Linked DNA regions of Triticum aestivum: region 1 is linked to region 2. Evidence: chromatin contacts called from public HiCAR-type data. All regions are on one chromosome and are shown on one strand. Each heading gives the region's core, a stretch centred on a gene start, on an enhancer-like site or on the middle of the called end of the contact. The rest is flanking DNA. Distances are from core to core; before and after follow the strand shown. Region 1 holds the start of LOC123181509 (protein NRT1/ PTR FAMILY 8.5). Region 2 holds the start of LOC123181508.

Evidence for each region. HiCAR-type assays count read pairs that join an accessible place to other places.
Region 1: a contact with region 2 is called in a HiCAR-type map of leaf, with 6 times the contacts expected there. The contact joins the promoter of LOC123181509 here to the promoter of LOC123181508 in region 2. A contact is called at or near these places in 2 of 5 Hi-C or Micro-C datasets (both in leaf) and 1 of 1 datasets of contacts at active chromatin or transcription factors (leaf).

The regions. Positions count from the first base shown.
Region 1 is chr1D:286,684,764-286,692,194 of IWGSC CS RefSeq v2.1, reverse strand. It overlaps LOC123181509 (protein NRT1/ PTR FAMILY 8.5), which reads right to left and starts at 2,161. Exons shown (of 8, transcript XM_044593785.1): 1 at 1,868-2,161; 2 at 1,228-1,288; 3 at 899-1,116; 4 at 234-790. The coding sequence starts at 1,924.
Region 2 is chr1D:286,271,285-286,278,507 of IWGSC CS RefSeq v2.1, reverse strand. LOC123181508 reads left to right here and starts at 4,265. Exons shown (of 3, transcript XM_044593782.1): 1 at 4,265-4,675; 2 at 4,754-4,838; 3 at 7,051-7,223. The coding sequence starts at 4,380. The coding sequence ends at 7,140.

The sequences.
Region 1 (7,431 bases), core at 912-3,411, 420 kb before region 2:
TTCATTATAAGAAAATGAACATAAAAGCCGCTAGTAATTTCATAAATATTTGTTGACCCTGTTTTCGTAAAATAATGTTAAGGGGGATATTACACCTTCCAGATGTCTATTTGTAGCTAGTGGGGAATTCTAGAAAACATGTGAGGTAAGTTTCTTTTGTTAAAACAGACAAATTTAAACTAACTTGTCCAGCTAGGCTAGCAGACTTGGATTCCATCATGTGATAAACATACCTGAATCCTTCAGTATGTGCCAATTTGTTTGGTGCTTCATTGGTTAAGTCAGCATCATTTCCATCAAACAATATTGAGCTATCAGCAGGAACCTCCACTTTTCTCTTTTTAAATGATGCAACAAACACCGCTACAAGACTTTTAAGTGGGCTTCCAGTAGGAAGTTGAACCCTGTAGATTGGTGTTCCTGCCAAGAAGGCAACTGTGGCGATAATGAGGCATATCGATGAGATGCCAAATCCAAGAGACCAAGCAACATTTTGCTGTATCCATACAACAACTGTCCCCGAGATGAAGACGCCAAGGTTAATGGCAATGAAGAACCAGCTAAAGAAAGCCTGCTTCTTTTTACTCTGTTCAAGGTTTGAATCATCATACTGATCAGCTCCAAGTGGGAGCAAAGCTGATTTAACCCCTCCAGTCCCAACCGAGACAAGGTATAGTGCAGTAAAGAAGACAAAATTCTGAAACCCTGTGGCAGGAGGGCATGAAGTTCCTTCACATGCGGCGGGTTGTAAAGATGGAATGATCGCCGAAGCAGTTATGATGAGCAACCCCTATTTGTTGACAGACAAATTTAGGAGTTAAGAAATCACACATGATGACTGCAACAAAATGGGCATAAAAGAGAGCAAGTTCTGAAGTAATAGAATGCATGTACTTACAGTAAGATAGAATATTATGGAGATGGCCACGGTCTTGTACTTCCCCCAGTATGTATCAGCAAGAAATGCTCCGAGGACGGGCGTGAGGAACGTGGTGCCGTTCCATGTATCGACATTCGCGGCATTTGAAGCCGTAGTTCCATGAAGGACCTTCCCAAGATATACTACCAAGTTGAGGGCAATACCAGCGTAGGCAATGCTCTCCAAGAACTCAAACGCTGCAGCGAAAAGGAGTGTTAATTTTGTTGCAACATCAGAAAATGTTCATCACATAGTAGGTTTGTTTGCATTCATGAGACTGGCAGGAAGAAATATGAGGAGGAGCCGACCCAAGATAATAGCAGGAGCCTTCCAGTTGAAGGGTTTGTGGTTGTGATCTGCTGACGAGACCTGTATGCATGGAGAAACATATGAACCAAGTTAAAGGTGACCAAATTGTGGATTTGAAATGAGGAAAAAATATGGTTGACCAATTTAGGGAGCTGGGATGAGAGCTGAGAGATTTAGTTTGAGGCGGATAGCAAGTGTCCAAGCGTCAGTGCAGAGGAGTGGCAAACAGGAGTGCGAATCTAAGTTGGAATTTGGATGTAATTTAAGTGAGCCGAGATCGGAATGTGCGCGCTGCTTGCTGCTACAAGCAAGCGAGCGAGCGGCTGAGAGATCTAACAGGATGAGCGTCGTGTACATACAGTCTACAATGAGAGTAGTACTAAAATTGAGCAACACCAACCCTATCTGACAAAACCGGTGCTGAATCTGAACCCCGTGGCGTGGCCATGAATCCGAGGAGTCTGGTCTCAATCTCTCACTGCTTGCGACGCGAGAGATGCTGCTGGTGGTGGTAGAAGAAGATTTCTGATGTAGTAGAGCCGCCGAGCCAGAGCCAGAGCCAGAGCAGAGAAATAAATGGGTGGCGGGTAGGCGGGCGTTTTTGGGGAATGGGCTTTTCCGGTGGGGAAGGCGGGTTACCTGGTTGGGGTTGTGCTGGTGGGAGAGGAGGGGCGCCTCTCCGGCCTCCGCGTCCATGGCGTGCCGCTGCCGCTGCCGGCCGTGGGTGCCGACGGAGGCTGGCCGGAGCGGGGCTCCCTCCGACTCTCTCGCCTTCCCCCGGGTCCGCTCCGCTCCCTCCCGTTCCAGCCTCCCAGCTACTTGGTGGTCGTCCTTGGCACGTAGCCGCCAGTACCAACGACTTTTATTTCTTCTATCTACTCTCCTGCCTCAACTACTAGTACTACTGTTAAGCAGCATCAGGGCACGTGTGTGTTCCCATCCCGCTCGCTCTCATCGAACTGTGGCTTCATTATTTGCGTGCGCCGTGTTTACCGCGCGTTGCGTATTTTAATTATCTCCGTCGCTTTCTATTCAGACCCACCCAACTCCATTCATTTCCTCATGTCCTCGAGCTCTAAGTATACTACTGCTGTAGACAGCGAAACCGGATCTTCCCTGATTCCCTCTGTAGCAGTAGCACCGGCGACTTTATTCCACCCGTGTTGAGCATGTCCTTTATTTATTTCTCCCTGAGAAAAAATAAATAAATTATCAGGTGTTCGTCCCTGCCCTGTCCAGTTCGTCGAAGCTTGTTTTTCCCTTTTTTTTCGTTTCTTTGATTTGATTGAAGTGTGTGTGGGGCATGACTTCATTCGCTGTCTTGCGGGCTGTCCATCTATCCACATCCAACTGCGCCATTCACTTGTTTTTCTAAACTTCAGGCTTAAGCTCATCTCCACAAATCAAATCAAACCAGACGATGTGATTTTTTGGTGAAGTATATCATTCATCAGTTTTCTCAACTGGTTCATCGACCCAACTACAGGAATTCTTATTACTGAAACTAAACCGTGCTAGCTCATGTGCCGCACGATTCGCTTCTCATCCCAAAGGCCAAATTCTTTGCGTGATTGACAATCCAAGGAAGGATTCGGATGGCGGATATGCTGGCAAGCGCACTAGGATAAATTGTGGCCTCTGCCCGCTATGTAGAAGGGAGCCGGAAACATCATCTCACTTGCTATACGAATGACGCTACACTTTGAGGCTTTGGGATTTGGTCCGGGATTGGCTCCAACTAGTGCACCTTGACACCATCGTTTGGGCTATGGAAAGGTCCATAAAAGATTGGTGGATCAAAATTTCTGGAAGGAACATCCCAAACAGGAGTGCGATGGCTTCCATCACTCATGTGTTGGACCATTTGGAATGAGAGGAATGCAAGGGTCTTCCGGCACAAATCCGGCCCTACAACGATTCTCATGGAGGAGATTAAGAAAGAAGTAATGGGTCATCACGGGTGCAAAGCGATTGGGTGAACTAATGTCGGGACAGTAGCTTTACTAGTGTTGGCGCTTTTGCGTCTTGTTGTAACCCCAACTCTATTTCTCCCTTAATTAATGGATGAGGCTAATCTTATGCCTTCGTTTCAAAAAAAACGCTTCCCATAAGCAATGTGTTAGGGCATATTTCTCCCTAAATGGTTTTGGTGAATGATGACAATGTGTTTGTGGACTAATCGTGTGCATTGAGCATTTCAGACTATCAAGCATATGGCACAAGACGATTCGTACCCCTCGGAGTTTCAAGTGAAGACGGTTTCTTTCCTTCGGTTCGTTTTGGTGGATTTGAGTCGTAGGGAAAACCATACTATCAAGAGGGGGGTCCGTTTCGGAAAGGTTCGGTTGGAATCAACACGTACACACTCATATTTGCACCCATCGCCTCTTTCCGCTTCATTGGAGTTGTCCTTCGTTTGTGCCGAAGAAGGGGTGGAGAGCTACAAGAGGTAGTACCGCGGGCAGCAGCGGTAGTACCGCTGCTACTCCCGCTCGTACTACCGCTTGTAGTTGGGGCCTTGATTTTTTCGTGTCGGGTTTTACGATAGTGCCTCAGGGTCTCCACCGTGCTACCTGTTCGCCCCTAGAAAATAGGTGGTAGTAGCAGCGGTAGTACCGCCTATAGGCGGTAGTACCGCCCCTACTACCACGGCTACCACCACCCGTTGCTCTGTTCTCTCCCCTGCTCTTCTAATCTCCTGTGTGTCCTGTAAGGAGCAGTAGTACCGCTCCCAGAACGGTAGTACCGCTTGCTTGCGGGCTGAGAGGTGCATAACCGTTGGATTTGTCCCCCACTATAAGAGGGGATCTTCTTCCCCCAAGAAGACTGACCTCTTCCTCCCCCAAACTCCATTGTGTTGGGGAACGCAGTATTTAAAAAAAATCCTACGATCACGCAAGATCTATCTAGGTGATGCATAGCAACAAGACGGGAGAGTATGTCCACGTACCCTCGTAGACCGAAAGCTGAAGCGTTTAGTAACGCGGTTGATGTAGTCGAACGTCTTCGCGATTCAACCGATCCAAGTACCGAACGTACGACACCTCCGTGTTCAACACACGTTCAGCACGATGATGTCCCTCGACAATATGACCGAGTTGGCCTCTTGATCCAGTTGAGGACGAGGGAGAGTTCCGTCAGCACAACGGCGTGGCGACCGTGATGATGAAGTTACCGGTGCACGGCTTTTCCTAAGCACTACGACAATATGACCGAGGTGTGTAACTGTGGAGGGGGCACCGCACACGGCTAAAAAGAAGACTTGGTGTCTCTATGGGGTGGCCCCCTCCCACGTATATAAAGGAGGGGGGAGGAAGAGGCCGGCCAAGGGGGGCGCACGCCATAGAGAGGGAGAAGGAAAGAGGGGGGCGCCGCCCCCTCCCTAGTTGGAGTCCCCTTCCTTTCCAAGAGGGGGAGAGAGGGAAGGAGGAAGAGAGGGAGAAGGAAAGAGGGGGGCGCCGCCCCCTCCCTAGTCCAATTCGGACTTGCCATGGGGGGGATGCTGCCTCCCCTTGTGGCCCTTTCTCTCCTTTCCACTAAAGCCCATTAAGGCCCAATACTTCCCCGGGGGGTTCCGGTAACCTCCCGGTACTCCGAAACTTATCTGATACTTCCCGAAACCATTCCGGTGTCCGAATGTAACCTTCCAATATATGAATCTTTACCTCTCAACCATTTCGAGAATCCTCGTCACGTCCGTGACCTCATCCGGTACTCTGAACAAACTTCGGTCATCAAATCACATAACTCATAATACAAATCGTCATCGAACGTTAAGCCTGCGGACCCTACGGGTTCGAGAACTATGTAGACATGACCGAGACACATCTCTGGTCAATAACCAATAGCGGAACCTGGATGCTCATATTGGCTCCTACATATTCTACGAAGATCTTTATCAGTCAAACCGCATAACAACATACGTTGTTCCCTTTGTCATCGGTACGTTACTTGCCCAAGATTCGATCGTCGGTATCATCATACCTAGTTCAATCTCGTTACCGGCAAGTCTCTTTACTCGTTCTGTAATGCATTATCCCGCAACTAACTCATTAGTCACATTGCTTGCAAGGCTTATAGTGATGTGCATTACCGAGAGGGCCCAGAGATACCTCTCCAATACACGGAGTGACAAATCCTATTCTTGATCTATGCCAACCCAACAAACACCTTCGGAGACACCTGTAGAGCATCTTTATAATCACCCAGTTACGTTGTGACGTTTGATAGCACACAAGGTGTTCCTCCAGTATCCGGGAGTTGCATAATCTCATAGTCAGAGGAACATGTATAAGTCATGAAGAAAGCAATAGCAATAAAACAAAACGATCATTATGCTAAGCTAACGGATGGGTCTTGTCCATCACATCATTCTCTAATGATGTGATCCCGTGCATCAAATGACAACACATGTCCATGGCTAGGAAACTTAACCATCTTTGATTAACGAGCTAGTCAAGTAGAGGCATACTAGGGACACTCTGTTTGTCTATGTATTCACACATGTACTAAGTTTCTGGTTAATACAATTCTAGCATGAATAATAAACATTTATCATGATATAAGGAAATGTAAATAACAACTTTATTATTGCCTCTAGGGCATATTTCCTTCAGTCTCCCACTTGCACTAGAGTCAATAATCTAGATTACATCATCATGTGATTTAACACCAATAGTTCACATCTTTATGTGATTAGTTCACATCTCCATGTGACTAATACCCAAAGGGTTTACTAGAGTCAATAATCTAGTTCACATCGCTATGTGATTAACACTCGAAGAGTGATCATGTTTTTGCTTGTGAGAGAAGTTTAGTCAACGGGTCTGCCACATTCAGAGCCGTATGTATTTTGCAAATTTTCTATGTCTACAATGCTGTGCACGGAGCTACTCTAGCTAATCGCTCCCACTTTCAATATGTATCCAGATTGAGACTTAGAGTCATCTGGATCAGTGTCAAAGCTTGCATCGACGTAACCCTTTACGATGAATTTTTTGTCACCTCCATAACCGAGAAACATGTCCTTATTCCACTACGGATAATTTTGACCGCTGTCCAGTGATCCACTCCCGGATCACTATTGTACCCTGTTGCCAAACTCATGGTGAGGTACACAATAGGTTTGGTACACAACATAGCATGCTTTATAGAACCTTTGACTGAGGCATAGGGAATGACTTTTCATTCTCTTTCTATTTTCTGCCATGGTCGGGTTTTGAGTCTTTACTCAACTTCACACCTTACAACTCAGGCAAGAACTCCTTCTTTGCCTGGTCCATTTTGAACTCCTTCAAAATCTTATCAAGGTATGTACTCATCGAAAGTCTTATCAAGCGTCTTGATCTATCTTTATAGATCTTGATGCCCAATATGTAAGTAGCTTCACTGAGGTCTTTCATTGAAATTTTTTATTCAAGTACCCTTTTATGCTATCCAGAAATCCTATATCATTTCGGATCAACAATATGTCATCCACATATAATATCAGAAATGCTACAGAGCTCCCACTCACTTTTTTGTAAATACAGGCTTCTCCAAAAGTCTGTATAAAACCATATACTTTGATCACACTATCAAAGCATATATTCCAACTCTGAGAGGCTTGCACCAGTCCATAAATGGATCATTGGAGCTTGCACACTTTGTTAGCACCTTTAGGATCGACAAAACCTTCTGGTTGCATCATATACAACTCTTCTTTAAGATAGCCATTAAGGAATGCAGTTTTGACATCCATTTGCCAAATTTCATAATCATAAAATGCGGCATTTTCTAACATGATTCGGACATACTTAAGCATCGCTACGCGTGAGGAAGTCTCATCGTAGTCAACTCCTTGAACTTGTCGAAAACCTTTCGCAACAAGTCGAGCTTTGTAGACAGTAACATTACCATCAGCGTAAGTCTTCTTCTTAAAAATCCATTTATTCTCTATGGCTTTCCGATCATCGGGCAAGTCAACCAAAGTCCACACTTTGTTCTCATACATGGATCCCATCTCAGATTTCATGGCCTCAAGCCACTTCGCGGAATCTGGGCTCATCATCGCTTCCTCATAGTTCATAGGTTCATCATGGTCTAGTAACATGACTTCCAGAACAGGATACCGTACCACTCTGGTGCGGACCTTACTTTGGTTGACCTACGAGGTTCGGTAGTGACTTGATCTGAAGTTTCATGATCATCATCATTAACTTCCT
Region 2 (7,223 bases), core at 3,016-5,515:
TAAGCATTGTCCATTACACACTGTGAACTAACCCATGATCTATGTGTTTGGTGTTTCTATGTGGGGTTAGGTATCTTTCCATGGGCTTGCATCAAAAGGAAGATCTCATATAGCCCAAGAGAGGATGGCATCAAGTGGTGATCGTCATCAAGGTTGCAGTGTGCAAGTTCAAGAGGAGCATAACAAAGAGATCACATGCTTGAAGCTTGTCGACCATTTGGTGATAATGGTCTTGTGAAGATGTGCCTAAAAGTAGCTCTCCCATAGTGGAGTATGGGGAAGCAAATCGTGAGTCCTCACCAAGCGTGCGCTACCAAGAAAGGTGTTCCATCTTGAAGCGGGCATGATCGTCATCATCTAGCTCAACTGGATTATGCGCAAGGCAAATGTTTGACCTTGATAGTTTTCTATTTTATCGGTCTCATGGTGTTAGTTAGGAGACCGGGTTATAGGTGATTATCGTACTATTAATGGGCTCTCTCGGGTGAGTAGCTTGATCGTATCGTTCATAGAGAGGTCAAACCATTGCATCCTTGGCATCATATTTGTTTTTTCTCTTTGTTAGGTTTTAGAGTTTGTGTTCATCTTCTTGTCAAACTCAAGTTCATCGAAACAGAGTTTGATGCATCATCTTTGCGTTTTCGGTGTTGGAGATTTTGCCGGTTCATATTTTGGGAAGGTTCTCTTCTTTATCCAATTGGCATTTCTTCTCCATTACTAGTTCTTAATTTATCCAGTCCTTGTTGGATAGTGCTTGTCGTCATCTATCCAACAAGCTTGAGTGCTGATTTCAGAGTTCGTTTGCAGAAGTTATGGATGTTATGGCTCTGCTGCTATCTATTTAGAGATAGCACCTTCCCCTTAAGAGGTAGTATCGCTTGTGCGATACTTCTGCTGTTGTATCACGCGTACTACCGTGGTGTTTTTTGTTACCCACCAATAATTAGAGGTGGCACCGCTTGTGTTGTACTTCTGCTGTTGTGTTGCGCATACTACCATGGGGTTTTCTGTTAGCCACCAATAATTAGAGGTAGTGCCGCTTGTGCGGTACTTCTGCTATTATGTTGTGCGTACTACTGTGGGGATCTGTTACCCACCAATATCTAGAGGTAGTACCGCTCCCTTAAACGGTGGTACTATTTGAACTTTTCTAGAACATAATGGTTAGATTCGTGGGGGCCTATTTAAGGGGGCCCCATGGTAGAACCGTTGACCAGTCAGACGACACATCGTCACCAAAAAAATGATGCCTGGTCCCACATGTAAGCAACCACATCAGCATCTTCTGGGCCCATATGTCAGCAACATTGACCGGTAAAAACTCATTGTGATTTATTACTGACGGGACCGTCGATGATAAAACCCATGCCGGACCCACATAGAAGAAGCCACCTCAGCAACTGCTGGCCCCACCTGTCTAAATCTTTGACGGGTCAACCCCCCCGGACCGATCACCGGTGACGGGATTATCGTCACCAAAAAGATTTTAGGTGACAGATTGGGCCATCATAGGTTACATTCTGGGCCGTCGCCGAAGACGACCGCTGGTGACATTTTTTGGTCTGTCACCTAACATACGAACTTGCGTGACGAAAAAATTGGTACCATCAAAATTTTATTTTCTATGATGGCGCTTCGGTGACGATGGGCGCGACCACCGAAAAATGTCGCCAGTGTTTTTTCCATGACGAAAACGGGTTATACATGACACAACTGAAGCGTCGCAAAATAGATCAAAGTTTGTAATGGGAAGTCACAATACCTGCAGGACGAGGGGAGAGAAAAGCACAATGAAAGCGCAAGAAAGACGATGCAGGCCCAGGAGACCATGGCACGACGACTGCAGACTTCTTCTGCACCTTTTTAAGCGAAACTGGAAACAACCATCGGCCGCCCCTGGTTTCCGCCACCCTCCCCTACTTGAGCGCAACGATGATTGGCTAGGCAAAGATGGACCTGAGCTGACACAAACCCACAGGAAGCCCGACAGGGAAGTTCACCTTTCTGTTTAGGGGAGCGAAGCGAGGGGATGCCGTTGTGCTTCGTTGAATTCAAATGGAAGGAGAGAGCCACGACAACAAGAAAAAAATATAGGAGGCGATACGAGAGGATGGGCACACGGGGTGTTTTTAAGCAACCCAACCGATGTTGCATGTCCCATCCACGTCAGACAACCAAGCACAAAGCAAGGTTATATCTGGACTCATAGGCGTACCAAATGCACATGCTCATGCGGGACAAACATCTGGCTGACAGGCTCACACGAGCGAAGCTACGATTCGAGCTGGACACCAACGCAACACGGCACCCGTCCAAACCGGGCGCAACCGACCCTGTAGGAGGTGCGTACTCCACATTCTTTATAGGAGTAATCCCCATGTTTTTATACTATGATAAAAAAATAGTATTGTTAAGTTTTTTTGAGCAACGATTGTGGGAGCTCCTATTTACCGCATTCTGCGGCAAATAGACGCCTCTTCACACAGAGCGCGCACAACTGGGCCGGCCCATTGGGGGTAAAGCTCTTAGCCACCGGTCGGGCGCAAAAATTCCGAAACATATAATATGGGCAACTAAAGATTCGATCTCGAGGCCTTCTGTTGCTGTCGTCACCTCGCTAGACGGGTGAACTGACCAATGATTGTGGAAAATGTGTAGCGCCAATTCTAAAGAACAAACTGCAGCAACGTAAATCAACATTACTCAATGTTTTAAAAAACGCAAACAATTTGTTAAATTCTAATTTCTTTTGAAAATGCGAACAATGTTTTGCAAACATGGATAATCTTTGAAAACTTGGAATACCTTTTTGAATTCTGAAGATGTATTGAAAAATGAGAACAAAAAATTGAAATTCCGAACAATTTTCTAAAACACGGACAAAATTTGAAACTCCAAACTTGTTTGAAAATACAAACAAATTTAGAAATTTCAAACAATTTTTAGAAACACGATTTTTTAAAAATCCTTTTTTTGAAAACATGAACATATTTTGAAATTCCGAACATTTATTTGAAACTGCGAACTTTTAAAAAAATGAACAAAAGTTGAAACTCCATTTTTTTGAAAACACGAACAAATTTAGATATACCAAAAAAAATTAGAAACACGAAAAAAAGATTGAAACTGTGAACTTTCTTGAAAACACAAACAAATATTGAAATTACAAACCATTTTTTATATTGCAATTTTTTGAAAACATGGGAAAAAATTGGAATCTCCATTTTTTGAAAAACATGAACAAATTTCGGAATTCAGATTTTTTTTGGAAAATTGGGAACAATTTTTGAAATGTGAACCAAATTTGAAATTTTCAAACATTTTTTGATTTTTCTAAAAGGAACATTTTTAAATTGTAAACAAAAATGCTGAAACTATGAACATCATTTTAAAATTCTGAACAAAATTTTAGAACAAGAACTTTTTTGAATTCTGACTGATATTTAAAATTTTTGGAAAAATTTTGAAAAGAAAATTATACTTTAAAAAGAAAACATGAAAAAATAAAAGAAAAAGAAAGAAAGAAAAAGAAAGAAAAGGAAAAAAAGAACAAAAAAAGAAACAATAACAACAACAACAACAACAACAAAGTCTTTAGTCCCAAACAAGTTGGGGTAGGCTAGAGGTGAAACCCATAAGATCTCGCGATCACTCATGGCTCTGGCACATGGATGGCAAGCTTCCACGCGCCCTTGTCCATAGCTAGTTCTTTGGTGATACTCCGATCGTTCAGGTCTCTCTTAACGGACTCCTTCCATGTCAGATTCGGTCTACCCCGACCTCTCTTGACATTCTCCACATGCTTTAGCCGTCCTCTATGCACTGGAGCTTCTGGAGGCCTGCACTGAATATGCCCAAACCATCTCAGACGGTGTTGGACAAGCTTCTCTTCAATTGGTGCTACCCCAACTCTATCTCGTATATCATCATTCCGGACTCTATCCTTCTTCGTGTGGCCACACATCCATCTCAACGCAACGAGCGGCGAATAGGCTCTGGGAACAGAAAATAAAAAACGAAAAACCCAATAGAAGAAAGAAAAACAGAAAAACCCGGTTTTGGGGAACCATCTAGAAGGTTCCCAAAACCGATTGACTCCCACTGTGGTCACGCTCTAGGGGCCGGCCCAGATCCCTCGCTCCCTGTGTGTGGCATGTGCGTTGCGTCGACAGTTCGACGCAACGAGCGGCGAATAGGTTTCAACGATTGTGTTGTAAAGTAAAACACGAGTGGTGTGAAATGGGCTGGGCTGGAGTAGTAGGCGCCAGCTTGGGCTGGGCTATCTTCTCAGTACGCTCCAAGATGGACACAGATGAGGGAGAGAAGCAAACTGAAACCCTAGCTGCTTGCTGAGGCCCGCCACGCAACAACACGGCACGATGCGGCGGTGGTGCTGCTCCTCCGCCGCCGGCCTCGCCCGCCGCTTCCTCTCCTCCCCCACCGTCGTCCATGCCCGCTCGCCCGTGCCCTCCCTCCCCTTCCGCCGCGACCACTCCCACACCCAGGCGCCTCTGCCCATCATGGGCTCGCTGTTCCACTCGGCGGCAGCCGCTTCGATCGTCCGGCCTCCGGTGATGGCGATGCAGCTGCGCCACTACGCCATCAAGGGCAGGTCCCGCGCGCCGACCACGCCCACCATCTCCAAAGTCAAGAAATACAAGATGAAGGCCCCCTCGTAGGTTCCCAACTCACCCTCCCTTCACCGCCAGTGTATTGCCTGCATTTCTGAATCTCATGGTGGTGTGCGTGTCAGGTCCATGAAGTTCCGCTTCAGAACGATGAAGGACGGCCAGATCCGCAGGTGGAGGGCCGGCAAGCGCCACAACGCACATCAAAAGGTGCGATGCTCTTCGTCTGCTAGTTGCAGTTCCTTTTCCACAACGTACTCACGTTTTGCTTAAATTGCTCTAGATCCATGTATTTCTAATTGATGACGGTACCAAACTATGCCTTTCAATCTTACAAATGCTAGCCTGCTGTGGCGTCGCAATCCTTCCCGCACATTCGAATTACTACTGTCGTATAGATGCATCAATATAGTTTAAAAAAAGGCACGCCTAGGCTCTAGGCGATAGCAAAATGCCTAGCACATAATTGCGCTTAAGCATGTACTTTGGTCAGAAAAGCGCAAGGCGGTTGCAGAATGCACAACTAACACCTAGTGATTTTTTTTTTAACTTTTGTGCATCATGTCTCTCAAATCGCGAGCATACGATGGATAACAGCTGATTTTCTTTCCGCAGTTGCTCCTGATCAATCTATACCAAAGTATAGTTGCCACCGAGGGACCATCTTAGTAAATACGGAGTAGTAGCAAATGCTAGCCTGCTGTAGCGCATAGGGCGATCCTTCCCACACTTTCGAATTACTACTGCTGTATAGATGTATCATGTCTCTCAAATCACAGAATGGAAGCATATGATGGATACTCTGCTCGCCTTTCCACGATTGTTCCGGATCTTTCTATACCAAGTGTAGTTGTCACCGAGATCAAGGGCAAATTAATCTAGTTGATCATCTTAGTAAATATCAGTAGTTCTTCATTCCTGTATAACTTAGCAACTACAGCATCTGTTAATCGTTTCAGTAAAGTTACTTAAAAGCTACACTTTACCTTATACTATTTTGACATAGTCAATCGTAAAATTCAGCAATCCTTTTCCAAAGGAAAAAAGAATGTCAATAAAATGTGAGATAAGTCTGTTTAACACCTCAAAGTATCAGCTCTGGACCATTTCCCTCCCGAAGGGCCTCTTTGATTCACATGAATTCAAAACGCAGGAACAAGAAAAAATACAGGAATGGAGTGGCATGCCTGCTCGAATGATATAGGATACCAGAGTGTTTGGTGTCACAGGAAAAACAAAGAATTGTAAAAAGAGGTTGGAGTGGATGCTAGATTTCCTGTGGAACGTAGAACAGATGATTCCTTAGGAAAAATTCCTATAGGATCCATTCCTACAAATCAAATGACCAACTTAGGAAAAATTCCCAAGGGTTATAATCCTCCAAAAGTCCTATTCTAGCAATCTTTTTTGGTACATCTAGCCCCTTGACCTAATTAAACTGGGTAATTACCCTCCTAACCATGATTGATCAGCTATTCAGCTGGTTTAGTGGATTAGGCACCGGTTTGGCAGATTAGACACCGTTTGATCCGGTCAACGAAGTCAGTTGACGCACTGTGTGACCAGTTCGTTTGGGCTGCATCCGACTTGGCCGATGCCGACCAGGGCCGCCTTAGCCCGAAGTACTCCCGCATTAACTCGAGGAGGCACTGGCTAGACTTCCATGCGACGGTGTGCCATGCATCCCTGTGGCGGACACTAGGTTGCAATCACCAGTCCTCGAGTGTCGTGCGTTTTGTGTGTTTTCGTCTGGCAACTAGAATCGATCAGCTTGATCGTTTTGCTAGCTAGCTTCAGCCATTGGCGACCAGTAGATGTCCTGAACAAATCAGTCAGCCACTGTGTGCTAGCTGTGTATGTACACATCTCGTCAGCTCTGATTTGTTTTTGTCGCTGGAAGTACCCGGTGCTATCGGGGCTGTGCCAACATAGGCCGCAGCAGTAGACGAGCTAGTCTAGGTTTAAGCTGTCCGGCAATGTCCTTGACGCGCAGCCGCAGAGCGCCTCCTTGTCGAGGTCAATGCGGAGGTCTTGGAGAGTCTCCCTCATGGCAACTGATAGGGGGCCATCGACGAGGCTGTGCTCGGTGAAGCACGAGATCACCTCCCTCCTGCGGACGTAGGGCTGTGAGAGTGCCGGCGGCGGCATCCGTATCACATCGATTATGGTTTTCAAGGATGATGAGCTAAGCCGGTGTCTAATCAGCTAAACTGGCCGATAAATCATGGTGAGAGGTATAATTACCTGGTTTATTAGGTTTTGGCTTGGGGGGGGGGGGGGGGGGGGGGGTAAACGGCCTGAAGCTCATAGTTTATGGTGTTAAACGGACTTAACTTGATACATTGAGGTTCTGTCGTTGTACATTTGATTCCAATTGGATTTCTTCTTTGAATTTGCTTGTGATGTGCTTCTGAATTTGCAGTCCAAGGAAGCAAAACGAAGACTTCGGAAGCCTGCTTTAGTGCATTTAGCTTATGCCAAAGTTATAAAGAAGCTCAACTTCTGCGGCTAGGAAATGGATGGATGGAGGATGGGGATTGGCACATGAATCTGATCAATGAATACTGATTGCCAACTGTTATCTTGTTACATTTG